Regions from separate parts of the Mus musculus genome. Here region 2 is linked to region 1. The links are chromatin contacts, called in public HiChIP or PLAC-seq maps. All regions are on one chromosome and are shown on one strand. The core of a region is the stretch at or near the end of the contact, and the rest is flanking DNA. Distances in the headings are between cores, read along the strand shown. Region 1 has its middle 130 kb from the start of C330011F03Rik. Region 2 overlaps Satb1 (special AT-rich sequence binding protein 1).

Region 1 (4,081 bases), core at 548-3,047:
TCAACATAGCAAATCTCAGTTTCTTTACCACATGCCTTCAATGTTTCCCTGCTAAGAGAAATAGAGTACTGTCCTCTGTCTCAGACTACACTTTTACACATAACTCTCTTTGGGCCATTGAAACATTACTATAGATAATGTGACAAGTTTGCACAGTCCATACACAGTCATGTTGGCTGTACGGTCTCTGCTGTGGCTCTTAGGATGTAGGTTGTCCCTGCTGTCTAAGTTACTTCTCCTGTTTCTGTGGTCAAATTCCTGACAAGAAGGAGCTAAATTGAATATTTGTTTTGACTCCCGGTCTGAGAAGTCAAAGGTCCACCATGGTAGGAAACTATAGAAGAGCTGGTGGGTTTAACAGGGGCTGGAAGAACACCTCACATCTTAGAAGATGAGGAATCAGAGAGATTGGACCAGAACTAGTGCCCAATTATAACCCATATACCTGCCTTGATAGCCCTATGTCTGCCAGTGAGGTCACAAGCCCAAAAGTCTCACACATCACCAAAACAACAACTGTCAGACACATAATCCTGTGGGAAATATTTTCACATTTAAACCCTAAAAGACAGAGTCTGAAGTGATCCAACAGGTTTGGGTATTGAATGCTTGTTCTATTTGGGAACCTTTAGAATCTTTAGGAGGTGAGGTCTAGCTTGGGAGGCAGGTCTTTGAACCTGGCTCCTGCTCTCTCTGCTTTTTGTCTTCATGGATGAGAACAGCTACCACTTCATACCGTTGCCTTGCATGGAGTCTCTCTGCCAGGCTTCCCCTACTATAAAAGACTGCAACCTTCTGAAATCATGAGCTAAAATAAATCTTTCATCCCTAAAGTTATCTGTATCAGATAATTTGGTCACAGGGGTACAGAAGTACAGCAGGCCTGACGCTCTGGAAACAAAGTCATGCTGAATCAAGCCAAGTGTGTATCAAATGATTCTTGGCCAATCTGCAGATCAGAGAGTTAACGTGGAAGTATTTTGTAACAATAACTAAGTTTCCTGGAATGCATGAGCTCAACTGACTCTCCAGAATAGTTTTCTTAAGCAGAAATGCTGTTGGATCTAATTTATGAATGGGACATAATGAGCATGAGGCCTTAAAGTCCTCTACAGTATCTAGACCATAGTAAGTACTCAATAAATGTGTGTTGAATGGACAGAGTCTTAAAGACATGAGAAGTTCTATGCTGTTTCTGAGATTTCTCTCACCTGTGCAATCCCAGAGTCCTTCAACACTAGAACCTCATGTCAGAGAGTATTTTTCTTTGTGTATGTCTTTGGGTGTTTGTCTTTTCTGTTGGCCTATTGTTTTTGCTTCAGCTCTTTCTTCACTGTAACACTTGATGATGACTGAGTACTTACTATGGTCATTCACTCTCTAAGTCATTCTCTCACCTAATTCTTCTAACTTCCCAAAGAATTGCCATATTATAGCTGAAGAAACTGGGACTTGGAGATGTACAGCTACCCAAAGAACTCCTGAGTGTTGGAGATGAGCCATAAGCAAGCCTACATGGGTGTGTTTAGCTGTCACTTTGGACTGTCCTGTAGCTGAGTAGCCTTTTACAAACTCACAGCACATCTATAGGAACTATAAAAGACTCACAAAGAGGTAGATTCCTGTAGAGATGGGATGCAAAGCTACTAAAACGCTTAGTGTGTAGCAAACATAGGTCTTGTTTGCCAATAAGATGAACAGGACTCTTTAAGCCTGAATGAGACTTGCAAGTCACTCACTACACATGGAGAGTCAATGGCGCCTGCTACTAAACCACAGAAAAGGCACTGGGTGACCTGTTTGCTTTATGAGCTACATCGAGAGGGACAGATGTGCTTCCAATGCCGTCCTTATCTCAGACTATTGCATGGTCTTAGCTCCATGCTCACCCCTGGGATGAAACAGCAAAATGTGCCATAGGCGTATATCATGATTTTGCTTCTACTGATTAGTAAATATATTCATTACTTTTTTTGTTGTTGTTGTGGCAAATTACCTGGAAGAAGCAACTTAAGAGAGGAAGGGTTTTATTTTGGCTCACATTGCACATATTAGTCCATTATGACAAGAACAGCATGAGATTAGCTTGGTTATTAGTGGTGGGGGCAGAGTGTTAGCTGACCCAGAAGCAAAGAGGCTATAACTAGAAGTGAATATTACTTCCTAGGCCCACTCCTGGTGACCTACATCTGTAGGCTAGGTCTCACCCCAAAGGTTCTATAGTGTCCCAAAATAGCAATCCCAGTTGGGGACCAAGGATTCAAATGCATGAACATGTAAAGGATACTTCATATTCAAACCACAGCCTCTTGGAATAATATAAATTCCATCTTTGGATTTAAGGCTGACTTGCCTGGAAGAGTTACTGACCCTCCTGTATGGGCCAGTTAGTGTAGGCCCTGGAGAGCCAGGGATGCAACTGCAAGTCTGATACTTTTCTCCACAGGGGTCACTTCATTCTACAATTAGATCCTACCTTCTTTTTCTCAGAAATGAATAGGTCCAGGACTGCCCTCCTCCTCTCTGTCCATTGCCTGCTGTCTTACCTACGCCATGTTGATAGTACCCAGTGCACCATCAATAAACTTGATGCAACTTGTTCCTGTATCCTAGATGGTGAGATTTCTGAGCAAGTTAAACAAAAGAGACTTGCACTTGGGGCTAGAGAGATGGCTCAGTGGTTAAGATCACTGACTACTCTTCCAGAGGACCTGGGTTCAATTTCTATCACCCACATGGCATCTCACAGCCATCTGTAGCTCCAGTTCTAGGGGCTCTGATACCCTCATACAGATATCATGTAGACAAAACACCAATGCATATAGAAAAAACAAAGGGTCTTGTTGTATAGAAGAGTCACCTCAGATAAAATTCCACCAAGTCCTTATGGACAGAACTCCAATTAGATTCTGGAAACTACCATTCAAGGGATACAGAGCCCATTTTGAGAAACAAAAGTTCTGATTAGTCTAAGGCATGTGTGGTCATCTCACCTACAACAAGACAGTTGTTGGAAGTGGGTGGTCCTGCACCCTGCTACATTGTGTCCTGAGGTGTCTGGGAAAAATGTTTGCTTACTCTGACATAAGAAAACTAAGCCTTTCCTTTCTGCTGACTGTTGATCCATTTGTGTATGATGGAGGGTCATGGAAATCAAGGTCAGTGCATCAAAGGTGACAGACTGCCTACTTCCTGCTTCTGAATTTACATTAATTTTAATTTCATTGTTTTAAAATAATGTATTTATTTATTTTTGTGAATGAGTGTTTTCTACATGTATTTCTATGAACCACATTTGTACCTAATGTCCTGGGGGTCAGAAGAGGGCATCCTGGATGCCTTGTAACTGAATGGCTCTGAGCTGCCATGTGGGGTACTTGGAGAATTGAATCCAGGTTCTCTGGAAGAGCAACCACAGCTCTTAATAACAGACTCATCTCTCCAGCCCTCATGATTTGTTGTTGTTGTTGTTGTTGTTGTTGTTGTTGTTGTTGAGACAGTTTCCTGTGTAGTTCAGGATGACCTTGAACTTCCTATGTGGATAAGTATGACCTTCAGTGTCTGATCAAGTGCTGTCATATGCCACTATGCTTAGTTTATTTGGTGCTGGAGATGGAACCCAGAGCTCTGGTATATTAGGCAAGAGCTCTACTACCTGGGCTATTCCCTAGCCTTGGAGCTTATATTTTTTGAAATAATAAAAATCCTCATGGCTTATATTGTTTTAATGTTTCTTTCATGATGCAATCTAAGCAAACAATAAGATTGTGAAGAGGCTTGTGGCAGCTACCTTGTCTGTTCTGTAGTTCCTCTAACATTTGGAAGCTCCTTTGCATTGAGTTATTGAGAGCTCAAATGAGTTGAATACGTTTCTCTGCTCCATTCATTATTGGTAGACTTGAGTTCATGCCCTTGGGCTTGCTACTGATTGGTGTGATGAACAAGGAACATGTGACCTACCTGCTGGCATACAGAGATCATGCTTAGAGCTGCTTTGTATCTATGAACAGGACCCTTGGTATGATATGGGGAAAAGCCTAACTTCCAGTTACTTTCTAAACAATGTGAGCCCAGGCTTTCT
Region 2 (4,081 bases), core at 918-3,417, 460 kb after region 1:
TTTGAGGCAGATACCAGAAAACAAGCTGCAGCACAATGAAGACCACTCAAACTTTTGTCTATATAGATGATATTTTGTCGTTCCTTAATTTTCAATTTACAAAGTGTCACAGGTAGTCATTAAGTTGCTGTTTAAAGGGAAATGGACTGCCATGGGAAACTGTAAAACTTTCTATGCTATACCGATAGGTAACAGGTTGGAAACTTCGCACGTCAGAAACCACAGATCACACCTGAAATAATTAACTACTCTTCCACACTGTAAAAATCTATCCCAGAATTTGACATATTGAAAAGAGTATCATCAAACTAAAAGTCACTATTAGCAACAGCAGAAACTTACAAACTTCTAGAATCTTCTCTTAAGGTGTTTTTCTTCCCTCAATAACTCAGTATTACAATATGTTTGTTTTTCTTTGGGGGGGAATTTATTATTTAAATGGGTGATTTCCTTCTGATGTATCTGAAGAGTATGAAGTCCAAGAACAGCAAAGGCTGCGCTGTCTCCAGGATAATAAGACTTAGAAGTCATCGTCAATCTGTAGCCTGCTTTCTTTACTTAGACATATTATCATAGTATAGTTACATCAGTTATCGTGATAGTAGTAGAATTACATCCAGATTTTTGCACAATTTGAAATCTACCTCTACCCAAACCCTAAAGAAATGGTCAAAAAATGTATATTTGAGTGAGAGAAGGTAAAATAGACTCCCCAAAATTTTAACTCTTGGAGATCCTTTCAATTTCTCATCAGTGCATCATGCTGCCTGATATACTGATACAGTACTTATTACAGATAAGAACACTGTCCCTTTAAAATACATCATTTGATTTATAAGCAGCTTCTTAAGGAGGGAAGAAATGTCCACCAAGCTCTGGGGAACTGAGTTAGTCACAAATAAATCTCACAGTTGGTCTACTGCAACCAAAGCCTGGATTTATGTCTGGACTTTCATAAGAAATGTTCCTTAAGAATTGAGGCATTTGTCCTTTTGGCCATGAGACTAACTAGTAACTGCAACTCTGTCTACTGACAACCAAACATCCTGTCAACTGACCTCAGATTCAAACAGGCAGTCAGCCATCCCACTCTTTAACCTGCACTAGGACAACTGATTAGACTATTTCTGATGTGTCTTATAAAAAGAAACAAGACACATCACACTGAAAGTCTATGCCACTGTTCCCACAAAATGTTACATACTTAAAAAACGGACAAACAAAAACTACTTGAAAACAAGGCATGATACCATGCCTGTAGTTCCAGCACCAAGAAGGCTAAAACTGTAAGATCATGCTTTTGAGGCCAGTCAGACTACACAGTAAGACCTCGTCTCAAAAACATACATACATACATGGAACAGACAAAAACATGGCTGGTAAAGCAATATATAGCAATTGCATAGGAATACATATAATATAGAAAATGTCATGAAATCCTCAAGGATAATAGTATAGTTAATTTTGTCTGTCTAACTCAATGCCTTATGCTTAAAAGTTGTTGATAAGTACTAAAGTAATTATGTGTATATAGACTGCAGAGATGAAAAAGGGAACACTAGAATATATTGAAATGGTCATTATCAGCTAAGACTACTGTTACTAAAGAACCAAGGCCATGGGCTCTTTCAGCCAAGGCACTCAGTAGTGGCTTTGCTCTGTGAAATGCCAATCTGCACAGTGTTACTAACTAGTCAGTAAATTAGAAAACAAATCAGGGCAAAAGATACCCTATAAATATTTAGGGTATAATATTTAATTTTTTTTGTACATCAGAGCACTTGATATTAGACATCTAACAATCTCAAAATGACAAAGTAATATTTTATATATGTCTATTAAGAATATTCCACAGCAGAAGTATAGTGAGTAAGCCAAACCTGTCAGAAAAAACAAAACAGAACACAGAAACATTTTCCTTCAAGTCTTGTTAACAGAAGACTCACCAGGGGTGTGGCTCAGCCAGAAGACATCACCACTTGGGTGAGAATCTGAAGTCAGCAAACCTTCCCATTTAAGCAGAGAAGCGTTGCCTCTGAGGGGCCCTTTCCCCAAATGTAACCATAGCTTTGAGTGAAGGCAGGTGTCCTGCCTGGAGTGTGCCAAGACAGTGTTCCCAACCCCAGACATTCAAGGAGCTCCATAGCAGCCAGTGGAGACAGAAAATCTACTGTTTCAGACAATCTACTGTTTCAGACAATCTACTGTTTCACAAACTTTTTTTTTTTCTTTTTGGCCCAGAGCTTTCAATGAGGGGAGTGCCCCCTGGTGGAAATGCCTGAAAAATATTGTTAGAAATCATATGATTTAGTGTTAATTTTTAAAAATGACTTAAGAGCAATGTAGAATAATCTGGATGCAAATGGCAGCTGTTAGGATGCAGGCACTAGAGTGAAAGTCTGGGTCCTGTTCCAGTTGTAGTTCGAATGGCTGATGAATTCAGTGTCTATGTGGTCCCTTTTCCCAGGTGATATAGGTCAGATATAGTGCAGTCTTGCCAGGGAAGGTTAAGGTCATTAGTATTAATTTCTCATGACTGACTGATCCAGACATCATTACCAACAATCTAGCATACTAAAGAAACAGTACGGAAAGACCACACACCCTGTCACATTACAGTACCAGCTGAGGTACCCAATTAAAGTACAGCCAATCTGTGTCCCATAGGTGCTTCAATAAAGTCACTGAACTAAATTAGGTAAAATCAGTAATCTTGTTTCTAAAAAGAAGTGAAACAAAAGACGTGCATGTTATGAAGGGGGTTCCCAACACGTCACAAATATTATTCTCACTAGAAATAAGAATCTGGCGTTCACTGGGTGGTCAGATCGTACAAATAATTAGATTTGTGTTGTATGTATGAAAACATAAAATTATTCTACTCTGTCATTACTTAGTGGCTAACGGAGAGCCCTGATGTTTTTCAATTAAAGAATACATTTACTGATAAATTCCTAAACCTTTCTATTTTACATTCCGACAAAGAGTTACACAAGTTATTACAAGTAAAATTCATTACTGATTGCAAAAGAAAGAAAACCTCCAATAAATATTATCAGTCCTTCCAAAGGCTCATTATAAATTCTTTAAAACAGCAGATAAGTTAAAGGGACGGCCAATCTGAACAAAAAGCCTGTCTGGCCTCCAGTTTGTCTCCTCTTTGAACATAATCACTGATTAAAATAGATTTTATCAGCTCTGTGGAACTTCAAAGCTCTTAGGGAAAAAAAAAAAAAAAGATTTCAGGAACCCGCCCTCCCTCCTAAGAGAAAGACAGAATATTCTCCAGGCTACTGGCCTGTTTGGTGAGTTCTTGGTCATGTGTCCAGGTGAAAGACTATTTTCAAGCTCCACCTGCTCATGGCCTCACGCCAAGCAAGCTGTAAGGAGATGCATTCATCTGTGTTCCTTGGTAGGCTCATCAAGAGCTGTCACACCAGATAATGGCACCTTTCTACCTATTATCCAACTGTGATATGGAGAGTGGACTTTTCTTAAATTACCCTGAAGAATGATAGGAAGACAGTAGTGATTTCTGTTATACTTAAAGCAGGTGAATTTCTTTCTCTCCACCACATAATTCACAGAACTCAAATTCAATAAAACATTACAGGATGGTCCATTACTGTTATCAGTTTTGAATAATCCATCTTAATTCTTTATTTTACTGGAAAATAAAGTGTGCCAAAGGCAGAAAGGAGAGAAAAGAGGTGGGGGAAGCCACTGTGCAGGATCAGAGTTAATCTCTGGGTTTTATTTAAAATTTTAAAGAAATACATCTTCTTGTATCACAGCCTTTAAATGACAGTATCAGAGAGAGGTGAATTTAAAACTGTTAAGTTTTGAAGCACTGGCGTTCACTTCTGGCCATAGATTTCCATTAAAAAGATATCACGTAGACAGAACTGAATGGATGGCATATGCTAAAAGCTACTATCTTCAGTAGCGATTAAATAACATATGCCTATCATTCAGAAAGGGAGGATTCCTTTAAACAAGTCATTATATAAATTTCACCTTAACTTTTCAGAAATGGTAGGCTTCCTGTTCAACATTGTATGTGACAGTCTTGGGGGGATTA

Evidence for each region. HiChIP or PLAC-seq counts read pairs in DNA pulled down with a chosen protein or histone mark.
Region 2: a contact with region 1 is called in a RAD21 HiChIP or PLAC-seq map of pro-B cells, with 7 times the contacts expected there. The contact joins two enhancer-like sites. A contact is called at or near these places in 1 of 15 datasets of contacts at CTCF or cohesin (pro-B cells) and 1 of 484 Hi-C or Micro-C datasets (bone marrow-derived DN3 thymocytes).

What each region holds. Positions count from the first base shown.
Region 1 is chr17:51,315,469-51,319,549 of GRCm38.p6, forward strand. No RefSeq gene overlaps it. Among named protein-coding and RNA genes, the nearest start is that of C330011F03Rik, 130 kb to the right of the region's middle. Within about 2 kb of position 1,798, at least 1 of the 459 cell types and tissues checked has an H3K27ac peak or open chromatin away from gene starts, as enhancers often do.
Region 2 is chr17:51,775,829-51,779,909 of GRCm38.p6, forward strand. The region is part of intron 7 of Satb1 (special AT-rich sequence binding protein 1); the gene reads right to left. Among named protein-coding and RNA genes, the nearest start is that of Satb1, 55 kb to the right of the region's middle. Within about 2 kb of position 2,168, at least 5 of the 459 cell types and tissues checked have an H3K27ac peak or open chromatin away from gene starts, as enhancers often do.